Linked DNA regions of Mus musculus: regions 2 and 3 are each linked to region 1. A link is a contact called in public Hi-C and promoter capture Hi-C data. All regions are on one chromosome and are shown on one strand. Each heading gives the region's core, a stretch centred on a gene start, on an enhancer-like site or on the middle of the called end of the contact. The rest is flanking DNA. Distances are from core to core; before and after follow the strand shown. Region 1 holds the start of Rsf1 (remodeling and spacing factor 1). Region 2 holds the start of Uvrag (UV radiation resistance associated gene). Region 3 holds the start of Emsy (EMSY, BRCA2-interacting transcriptional repressor).

The links. Promoter capture Hi-C pulls out the DNA fragments that hold promoters and counts their contacts. Hi-C and Micro-C count contacts between places; a contact is called where the count stands out from the background.
Region 2: a promoter capture Hi-C map of pre-B cells shows a contact between it and region 1, with 4 times the contacts expected there. The contact joins the promoter of Uvrag here to the promoter of Rsf1 in region 1. A contact is called at or near these places in 1 of 39 promoter capture datasets (pre-B cells), 1 of 484 Hi-C or Micro-C datasets (muscle stem cells) and 2 of 115 datasets of contacts at active chromatin or transcription factors (astrocytes and pancreatic cancer cells).
Region 3: a Hi-C map of muscle stem cells shows a contact between it and region 1, with 4 times the contacts expected there. The contact joins the promoter of Emsy here to the promoter of Rsf1 in region 1. A contact is called at or near these places in 1 of 484 Hi-C or Micro-C datasets (muscle stem cells) and 1 of 115 datasets of contacts at active chromatin or transcription factors (extraembryonic endoderm stem cells).

What each region holds. Positions count from the first base shown.
Region 1 is chr7:97,578,242-97,581,765 of GRCm38.p6, forward strand. Rsf1 (remodeling and spacing factor 1) reads left to right here and starts at 1,655. Exons shown (of 16, transcript NM_001081267.2): 1 at 1,655-1,864. The coding sequence starts at 1,663. It overlaps Aamdc (adipogenesis associated Mth938 domain containing), which reads right to left and starts at 1,256. Exons shown (of 5, transcript NM_001177945.1): 1 at 1,125-1,256.
Region 2 is chr7:99,139,178-99,142,701 of GRCm38.p6, forward strand. Uvrag (UV radiation resistance associated gene) reads right to left here and starts at 1,967. Exons shown (of 15, transcript NM_178635.3): 1 at 1,657-1,967. The coding sequence starts at 1,773.
Region 3 is chr7:98,654,970-98,658,493 of GRCm38.p6, forward strand. Emsy (EMSY, BRCA2-interacting transcriptional repressor) reads right to left here and starts at 1,600. Exons shown (of 20, transcript NM_172280.2): 1 at 1,505-1,600.

The DNA of each region.
Region 1 (3,524 bases), core at 405-2,904:
TTCAACTCAAACTTACTTCCTGCTCCTAAGCATACAGTATACTGCTTCCTAAGCTGCAGGTTCTATTTATTTTCCATTGTTGATGACTTTCCCCATTCTGGGATTCTTTCTGAGAGAATGCTACAACCAACTCTGGAATGGAGTAGAACTCTGCTTCCTAACAAGCTTACTGCTGTGCAGCGAACTCCCAGCTTTCTAAGTAGAATCCTAGCTCACCCTCTAGACCTTGGCCAACTTAGAGCCTGAGCTGAGCCCAGAGTCTTCTTAGCATCTTAGTTCCCGAGTAGAGAGTGGTTCCTCAGATTTGGTCACCCAGCAGAGGCAATTCCTCATTAGTGATCCACAGAGTACCTTAGGCCCTGGTCCACCGGTTCCATCTGGCAAGGAAGCTCTTTAAACAGGACAGTAAAACAACTCAAAACAGCTTCAGGAAGTCCCTGAAACTAACCAGATTCATTAGGTCTCTCTCTGTCAGAGCAAACAGTAAAAGGTGATCGTCTCTCTCAAACTAAAGGAAGTTGAGCTGAAAAAAAAAAAAAAAAAGCCTCTCAGACAAGCTGCACTGCAAAGAAGACTCTGAGATGGGACCAGCTGCCTGGGAGGAGCAGAAGCCAGCTGAGCTGCCTGGAAGAGGTTCAGACCAGAGTCACTTGGAAAGGACATGCCAACGCAGTGAGCTGCCTGCAGGCTGTGCAGTTTTTATAATCTGTCACCCATGCTGGGGTGGGCCCTGGGGTCGCAGCTGTCTCTGAGTCATTCCTGCTCCTGTAAGTGACCCCTTATCCATGCTCCTGTTAAAATAAAACGCATTGGTTCGCCAAGTTGGACTTTGGTGTTATCTGTACTTCGGTCTGTCGGTGGGAGCTCTGTCTGGGGTGAGATGTGTTTACCGTCCCCCCAGGAAAAGTTTGGTCACACAACACTCAGGAGAGGGCAACACCCCTCAGCAAACTTTCTGAGACTTCTCTCCAGGGTCCCGCGCCAAGCCACAACCGCACCTTTCCTTCTCCTAACCTCTCTCCTCCCTGCCATTCTCTTTTGCTGCATCTTGGTGTCTCTCTTCAACTCCCTCTCTGTCTCTCTCTCTTGGTCGTCTCCGTTCCCAGATCCCGCAGAAAACTCACGCAGCGCTTCTGTTCGCGGTTGTTCCTCCAGTCGGATCCGTGCTTCACCTTTCCCTGCAGCTAGCCGAGGGACTCTGAGCCACAGCGGTTCAGCCACCAGGCCTGGAATTCGCCTTCAGCCGGCCCACACCCGAAGCTCCGCCCCCTCCCCCCATTGGCTATCGTTCTTAGAAAGTCCCGCCCCCAACCTCTCCGCCCCGCTTCCCTTGTTTTCATTCCCCCTGTCACACGAGGCAGTAGCGACCCCGAAGTGGGAGGGAAGAAGTCGGAGCCTTGAAGTCGTAGAGGGAAGGGGACGGGAAGAGGGCGGAAAGTGAAGGGCCCAGAGTGCCTCTCTGTCCCCGATCTAACTCAGTTCTCGACTGCTCCGGGCCGGCGTGGTATTGTGGGATCGCGGCGCCTGGCGCGAGACGCTCGCCGCCGCAGGGGCGTCCACTCGAGAGCGCCTCCTGTCGTCCGTAAAGCTACCCTGCCATCCCTCGGTCCCCCCAACTCCTCCCGCCCCCCCATCCCCTCCTCCTCCATCCTCCAGTTCAAAATGGCGGCGGCGGCGGCGGCGGCGGCGGCGGCAGCGGCAGCGGCGATGGCTCCTCCGGGCTGCCCGGGTTCGTGCCCCAACTTCGCCGTAGTCTGCTCCTTCTTGGAACGCTACGGGCCGCTGCTGGACCTGCCCGAGTTGCCGTTCCCAGAGCTGGAGCGGGTGCTGCAGGCGCCGCCGCCAGACATCGGCAACGGAGAAGGTAAGCGATCGGCCCGAAAGCCCGGCGGGAAGCGGCCCTGGCGCGCTTTAGCTCTCCATAGATACCCTGGGGCTCTGCGGCCGTCCCTCGCCAGGGATTGGCCTCCGCGGAGTCCCTACTCCTCGTAGCCCGGGGGTTCCTGGGTGCTGGGGAGGCGGGGCGGAGGCCCCCTAGGGCCACCGTGCCCCGCGGGGACGGAGGTGGGGGCGTCGCGGACCGGGTGTGGGCTAGGGCCCAGGAGGGGGTATTGTGCCGGCCTGACGCTCTGGGGCCGGGTCCCCCGCGCCGGTGTTGCCTCCAGTTCTTACCCCTTTAGGTGGCGGGGGAAGGGGAGCGCAGGTTCCGGCCAGCTTTGCGCTTTTCTCTTCCCCTCCTCCCACCAATCCGCCCCACCGTCTCCCGGGAGGCTGGGCCCATCTTCTCTCGGCGCCCCCTCTGCTCACTCCACCTGAGTGGGCGGGGGCCCGCGGACACTCCGCTCTCCCGGTGGTGGGAACTCCCCCGAGAGAGTCGGCTCCTGCCTTTTCCCGTCCCCTGGAGGGCTGGTCTAGCCCCCCAAACTCCTTCCTCCTTGGGAGATCTGAGTCTATGACCAGAGAGGGGGCTTCCCCCCTATTCTCGCGTAGGAAGGGGAAATGAACTCGGCCCAGCTTCTCCGCTCTGGGTAGGAGAGGGTTAATATCTCCTCCTCCATAGTTTTTCTCCTCACCACCTCCCCCAAAATAATAGAAAAGCATCTCTCCACTTTTCTCTATCCCTTCCCCCTATCTCAGCTACAGGGCTTAAGGGAAGAAGTCACTCTTCCATTTGCTGGCTGGGGTGGGGTGGTTAGTCTGTAGGCTGGAGGAGGGGCTCAGATGGCTGGGGAAACAGTTGAAGAAGGTGCTTGTTGCTCATGTTTCTCTCTGGTGCCGCTGGTCTATTATTGGTGTTCGCAAGTGGTGCTCCTTCCACATAAGGCCACCGCGCGGGTTCAGGGCGCATGCTCTGCCCGGCCCCATTGAAACTTCCTGCTGCTGCTGCTGGTCGTGGTTCTTTTGCTGGAGCATCTCAGCGCTGTGTTTGCTGCTTGCAGTCTTTACACGCTGAGCGCTAACCCTCTCCCCTATTAGTCCCGATCCATTCCGCTCCTTTTCTGGTACTTTATTTCCCTAGGAGAAGCCTAATTTGTGTACTCCGAACATTGCCTTTGTTTAGCGACAGCCCTTGGCAAAAGAAGAAACGTTTCCCAAATAGGTCTTCTTTTCTTCTTTTTCTTTTGATCTGTGCGTAGATGACCAGGGTGGACTGGGTATTGTACAAGGCATGATAGCTGTGACCTTTCTAAGAAAGCAGAGTTGCTTTTTTGTTCTGTATAGAAAATACGTTTCCGATATGATGTATTTACATAGCTAAGGAAAGACCCAAGTGTGAACTTATTCAAAGTATTACCTGTAGAGAAAATGTGTGATATACAATGTTATTAAGTATTAATCCTACAGCAGTTATTGGTACAATGGTCGTATACTTTCTTTCCACTTTCTCTTTTGAGACTGGCCTGGAATTCTGTATACCATGCTGGCTTGGAACTCTTAGGAATCCTCCTGCCTCTGCCTGCCTCGTGCTAGGATTAAAGGCATTTGTCACTACGCCAGGCTCTGCATCTCTTTACTGGTTCACA
Region 2 (3,524 bases), core at 717-3,216, 1.6 Mb after region 1:
AAAAATATTTGTTTCCCCAAACTTGTGCATTTGGTCTAGAAAGCAGAATTAATATCAACCACAGAAGGAATGTGTTTTTACATAGGCTGCCTCACAGTCCAAGGACGACACGCCCAGAAAAAACTTTAAGTGGCATGCCAAATCCTCACGCAGCACCCAGCTGACACTTAGGACACTATATGCCAATCTAGAAACTCGACCAACACTAACAAATGGAGTTGAACTGTGTTGAACCGGCAGTTGGCTTGGATTAGTTCTTCTAGTTTTGAACCGTTATTGCTAGAACAGGCTCTAGTCAGGAAAACATGCCTTGTTCTCTTCTCCAACCCGCCATGCTCTCACAGCTTCCCTAAACTATGCCCATCTAGATGCCCAATTTCTCCAGGCGGCTCCTAACAGTGCTCACTATTGCTTCTCCCAGCAGGCCCTCACACTCCACCTCCCACACAGGCAAAAATTCACATTAATGCCCAATCCACAGACTACTCTCCCAGCCACCCTCTCATCCTCTCCCACGACCTGGAAACGCAATACAAGCCTCATTCCTTTCCAACTCCTAATATTCTCCAAACTCCCTCTCCAATGGCACTACAAAACCTGGGCACATGCCTTCTGATTTGCTAAATTCTCTCCTACTACAGAGCCTTGCTTCTGCAGTTAACGTTGCTTCCCTACTCATCCGGCACCTCATCCGGCACCGGGTTGGGGGGGTGGGGTGCAACATTGCTCTTTCCTTTACATTCCGATGCACTCTATGCCTGGCCCTCTCTCCCATAGCCTCTGCGCTCCTAAGTGGCTCCTTCCTGTCTCTTGCAAGGATGGAAAGTTACAGAAAGGGTCTGAGGGAGCTCGTCCTGTGGACCGTGGTGGAGCAGCTGCTCTCAAGTCTAAAGCAAACTATTGCTGCTGAGCACAAGCTGGAGTCAGACTCTGTATTTGGAAATCCATCCCCACCAGAAACACTAACAGAGAGGCAGTGAGCAAGCTTGTTCCTAGAACTGAGAAACCGGGACAATAAAACCAGCTATCTCATGGAGTTGTGACGATTCAATGCTCACTTTGCACAGACCCAGCTCGGTAACCTCTCCATGACTGACAGTTTCTCCAGGTCCTCTTCAATGCTAAGGTTCCTGCAGAGTCTCCCCGAGGGACTGAGGGAGGCCAGTGGAAGATGTACTGATAGGCGGGTGTTGCCAAGAATTTTGTCAGATTCCCAAAGTCAGTGTTCTCTTGTCCTTATTACACACACACACACACACACACACACACACACACACACACACACACACGTGAGATACAAGCTATGAATATTTACTTCAAATCCTCCTTCCAGACACTCACCCGAGGGAGTGGAGTGTGCCATGAGGATCTGAGATTGGAAAGGAAACCCCAACGTCCCAAATACCTTCCTCAGGAGGAGCGGAAGGAAGCACCCGAAACGCTAAGAATAAGTGCAGAAAACCGACTCCTCGATCGGGGAGCGAAAGGGAAAGCGCGGCGGCGGCCAGCGGGGCAGGGCTCCCCGGCGCCTTCTTGGAGGGATGCGGGGGTCTGAGCGCGGGAACGGCCGGGGAGGGGGCTCCTCCTCCTGTCAGCCCTCCTCAGCCCTGCGAGCCCCGCCAACCTTCTCCGCCCCCCGGCTCGCGGCCGGCTCACCTGCTGAGACGGCAGCTCCACATGCAGGGCCCGCGCGGGGGCACCGGACGTCAGCGCGGCGGACGGGCCCGGGGGTGGCAGGGGCACCGGGCCCCCGAGCGAGGCGCAGGAGCTCATCTGGACCCCTGAGCCGCCGAGCGGCCAGGTGGGCAGTCCTCCCGCATCGGCCGCTGCCTCCCGAGCTGTGATTCGCAGAGCCCCTACAGCCTAGAAACCGGGCACCGAGAGCCCCAGCAGCTCTGCGCCCGCGCTGGCCACCGCCGCTGGCTAAGGAAGAGCCATATTACCGCAGTGCAACCCCTCCACCCGGCCCAGAGCTGGCGTGCTCATTGGTTCCGTTTCTGAGAGGGCGGGACCCGGTGGCGGCCAAGGGACGTGCTATTGGCCAGTGGGCCCGTCCGTCGTCGGCCGCAATGGCTAGGGGCGGAGGGACTCTAGGATGGCCTCAATTGCGTCTGTCAAACCCGGGCTAAACCTGGGGCGTAACTTCTCTTTGCCTCAGCCTAATTGGCCCTTTCCCTATTGAGGGGTGTGGTCTCCTAGGGAAGCCTCGTGGGCTATTGCTCTAGAGCGCTGTCAGTTGTCAGTGAAACAGGGACGGCTTCTTGATTAGGTAGAGCGCGCGCCTGGTATGTCGTGTCACGTGCAGAAGTCTGGAGAGTCACCTGATTAGTGAGAGTCAGTCCTCTAAGCCACTTCCGCCCTAACCTAGTTGCTATGGTAACAGAGCCTCCAGTGGAGGGCGGGGACCCGCTTGGCACCAGCTGAGTCGGGATGGATGGATGGTCTGACTTCCCGAAGTGTTCTCATCCACGTACAAAAAAAAAAAAAAAAAGCCACGCTTTATGACTGAGAGGGGGAGCCGCCACCGAGCCGCGATCACTGAGACCAAAGATCCATCGGGCAGTCCACCAGCTCTTCAGTGATCCACTCAGACCTGCAAGTCCACGCCCCTTCTAGCTTCTATAACTAGTAAGCTTAGCCACAAAGTGTGCCAGCCAGCCAAGAGACTGTCTCACCTCTGCTGGTGGGATGCTTATGCTCTGCCTAGAAAGCCTTTACTGCTTGTGACTAACGCTTGCTTAGCCATCGTATTTCAGCTGGGGCAGGAGTCCTTCCAAAAGACTTCTCTGAAACTCCGAATTAGGAAACTTGCCTTTACCACAGACCTGCTTATTCTATTGTGTTGTCTTTGTTTGTTTACTTGCTTTGCGCGGGGGCGGGGCGGGGGGAGGGGCGAGATTTGGCTGACCTGCCACTCACCATGTAGCTCAATCTACCTCAGCTCCCCAGGTGCTGGGACTACAGGAGTGTGCCACCACAGCAGCCTCCACTTTGTCTTTTAATAGTCATTTAACACACACAGCCTCCCCGAATTCAAACACTCATATGTGAATTCCTCAACCAAAAGACCTTGTCTGATTCGTCCCTGGATCCGCATTGCTTGCAGATAATAGAGAAATGAATATGAAGGTACAGCTCAAATGCCCTCCCTTCCCTGAAGACTTCTTTGACCATAATAGCAGCTACAGCCATTGCTTCTATAAGTAGCACTGAGTCATTTTGCAGAATATTGATTCCCCCGTCCCCATAGAGTGTGAATTTCTCCACCACCTGGACTGTTATAGCTGAAAGAACACAGTGTTCAGAGAGGCAGACACAACAGGAAGCAGGCAGTTTGGGATTCTGACTGCCACCTTCTAGCTTTGTCACTGAGCAGGTCAGCTCCCCACTGTCTGTCCATGCGCTGAATAGTACTGGTGTCACTGAGGGGGGTGGTAGGTGGGCCAGTATCTGTGCCCATGAAGACTCCAACATATAATAGATGGATTTAAAATCTTTTACTGAGTGGGAAGATGTATATATAG
Region 3 (3,524 bases), core at 350-2,849, 1.1 Mb after region 1:
AGCTCCTGACAAAGGAAAAAAAACACCATTTGAGAGCACAATGACCCAGCTCATACTAACAGGGGAAAGAACAGGTTTTAAAGTCAAACACTTCTTGGTTCCAGTTCCAGCTTTACAACATAATTAGTTGTTTCATCCTTGTGAATTGGCCTCTCTGAACCCAATTTGTATGCCTTTATTTTAAAAAAAAAAAAAAAAAAAGTAATCCCAAGTTTGTTTCAAGTATTATTTAGAAAACAGGGCAAGCCAAGTTCTGTCATAGTGGCTGGCATATGACTTGCCAAACAGACTCTACCACCTGTGCAACCTTGGACAAGTGATTTGACCTCTGCCAGTTTCCTTAATAATAAGTTAGGAGATAAAATAAGCAAACGGTGGAGCATGTCATTTGGATAAATGAAACTCAATAACTCTTTTCTCAAGTTTTGGCAGTAAAAAAAGAGTCATTTCGACCAGTTACCAAAAGTTTAAAAGCCTAGAATTTCGCACTGTGAATTCCTTGGTCAAACAAAACTACACTACAGGTTGAGAACTCAGTAGATCTTCCTTAACATCTGTTAAACTGATAAATGGATGGTCAGCAGCAGAGTAGAATGAATGAATGAGCCAGCCTAAGAGTCAAACACTAAACCGATATGACTCTTCAACTGCGTTCCAGGCTCTGGGTTGCTAACTCCAACTCTTGGCCTCAAGTGGAGCCCCCTTCCCCCTACTTCCCATAGTCCTCTGAGCTCAGAACCAACTCTGAGCGAGCCAAACTGGATGGCGCGCCCCAGCTGGCAGGATGACATAAAGAAAGGGGGTGGAGAGGAGGAAGGGGCAGAGCCAAAGGAATCCGCTCGCTCCCCAAGCCAGTCCCCGCCTCCCGGTAGAATCTCGGAGGCGGCCGGCGACCGCCCGAATCGGGTACCACGTCACGGCATCCCAAAGCATCCCCTCCAGGGAAACGCACGGCGGGGCCGCACAGCAAAGGAAAGCCGGGCAGCAGAAGCCGGAGCGTGCTCCCGGCACCGGGGTCGCACCGACTCCGTCCCCCGCTCAAGTGTCAGCAGGCAGCCCGCCCCGCCCCCTCTCTAAACACGCACTCGCTCACAGCACCACAACAAGAGCAGCCCGCCCGGCTCCTCGCCCGCGCGGCTCCGAGCGGGTTCCAATGTCAAGCCCGCGCCCCCGCGGCCAGCAGCCAGTCTTGGGAACCCTGGCCAGCGTCCGCGCCTCGCGCACTCCTCAGCGGAGACGACAACGGAGAAAAAGCGGGGGCACGGACAGACAGTCAGACAACCCGGAGTCGCCTCGGGGCTCCTAGACCTCGACCTCCGGCGTCCCATCACCAGGCATGCCGGAGTCGCCCTCAGTCCACTTGAGGGAGCCCCGCGATCCCGTTAGGAAACAACGGAGGATGGGGCTGACCGACCCAAGCCGGGCTCCCCGTGCCTGGCCAAGCGCTCCCCTACCCTGGATAGCCTGCCAGCTTTTCCCAGGACCCTGCCTGAGAGACACCCACCTGCCCGGCCTTTCGGGGCTCATCTAAAAGGCTCCTCCGCCAAGACTAGGGGACACCAGGAATTAGGTTTGTTTGCGGTGCCTCAGAAGGGGCAAGATGGCGACAGATACCAGAGCGCAGGCGCAGGCGCGCGCGGCTCGCCGGGAGGTGTAGTTCGCCTTTCCCGCCTTTTGAGAAACGAGCACTCAAAAGCCTCCATTCTTCCTGTCCCTTTTCCTCTGCCTTTTGAAAGGAAAGGGCGGACAACGCGGGTCCTAGTGGGAGTTGTAGTCCGAGTCCAACCTCGCTCCTCTTTCTCTTGCTGCTTGCTGGTCACATGCGCAAGGAAGTCTGGGAGTGTAGTTCCTTTCGGCTTCTACATTACCCTCCAGTCTCCAGCTTCGCGCGCCTATCCTCCGGTCTTTCCCAGCCAATCAGCTGCTCTTTCGGCTGTACGTGTGGCGTCACACGTAGCGGTCAAGATGGCGTCTGTAATTGGAGCTGAGCTTCGACCTTTTCACTCTAGCGAGGGTTGGGATGAAAAGAACACAGCTTGGTCCCTGATGCCCAGTTGAGGATTAAGATCTGGTTCCGTAGACGCTTGGGAGTAGTCATCAGCGTCTTCCAGCCACCCAAACGACAACTCAAGAAAGGTTATCCACTACGGAGAGAGAAGACCTCACAGTGGCCCGTACACCTTTCTCGGTGTTAGGAGTTGCAAGTGGAGGAAAGGAATCCGAGCGGTCTCAGCTTGGAGTTACGCCATGTACGAAGTAGGAGAGGTAGTGATATCTCGTGCAAAATCTGACAAAGGGAAGAAGGGACTTACTTGAGGCACTACGACATGGTAGGTTCACCATCAGCCTTTGTTCTTAACCACACAATGTTGTGGAGGCCTTGTGCCCCTATTTTACAGATCGATAGGGACCCAATATATTGTTTCTCTGATCCAAGAACTCAAAGTTAATTTCTAGTATTATAAATCCCATCGAATTTTGTTGTGTCCTCCCTCTAAATAAAGAACTCTGGTAGCATCGGATGCAATGAAAGTGCAAATCTTGAGGAATTGTTAGTGTGCATCCTTCTGTTAGCAGATTCCCGTGAAAACTAGGGTAACCACTGGGAGGACATCTAGCTCAATGGCAGATTGCTTGTCAAGTATGTGCAAGACCTGGAGACCTGAATCGGATTCCTAGCACTAAGGGATGTTAGGATGGACACACGAGAAAAACTACCCTGTGGGAATATTAAGATACACAACGTGAATGAAAGTTCTTTTCCTAGTTCATTATGAATTACATTTATAATCTCAGCACTGTAGAAGTGGAAGAAGATGAGGAATGCAGGGTCAGACTGGACTGCAAGAGACACCGAGACCAAAACAAGAAAAAAGAAGAAGTTTTTAAGTAAATTGTGAACCACTGCATATGAGTCTACTCCTGCTCCTGAATGGAGCTGTAGGTTAGTCAGAAATAAAAAGGACCATTTCCTATACAGCTCTCCTGGCCTTCTTATTGCACCCTATTTTGAGGTCAGTTTCTTAAGAATACCTTGCAAGGTAGTAAATTAAGTCTTCTCGAGACAGGAATCAAAGGTGTACACCACCACCACCTCACTGGTAAATTAAGTTTTAATAGGAGGTTTTGTAATTTAACAGACATTCTATGATTTGACTCTTGCAGCATCTCCGTGAGACAGGCGTAATTAAGCTTCACCACTCTATAAATGGGAAAGCACAGTTGTTCAGGAACTGGTGAACTGAGAGGGTTCACATAGTAGAGCCCTGTCTCTAAAGAGCTGGAGAAATGGCTCAGTGCTTAAGAGCACTGGCCTCTCTTCCAGAGAAGCTGGGTTCTATTCCCAGCACCCATATGGCTCACAACCATTAATTCAGTTACAGGAGTACCTTAGGCACTGGACACATGTAGTATACAGATATCCACGCAGGCAAAATACCCAGACACCGAAAGTAAATCTTTTAAGACAACAAAAACTTTTACAGTAAGTCAAAAATAAGTGACAGATTATTAGAGTTGACCCT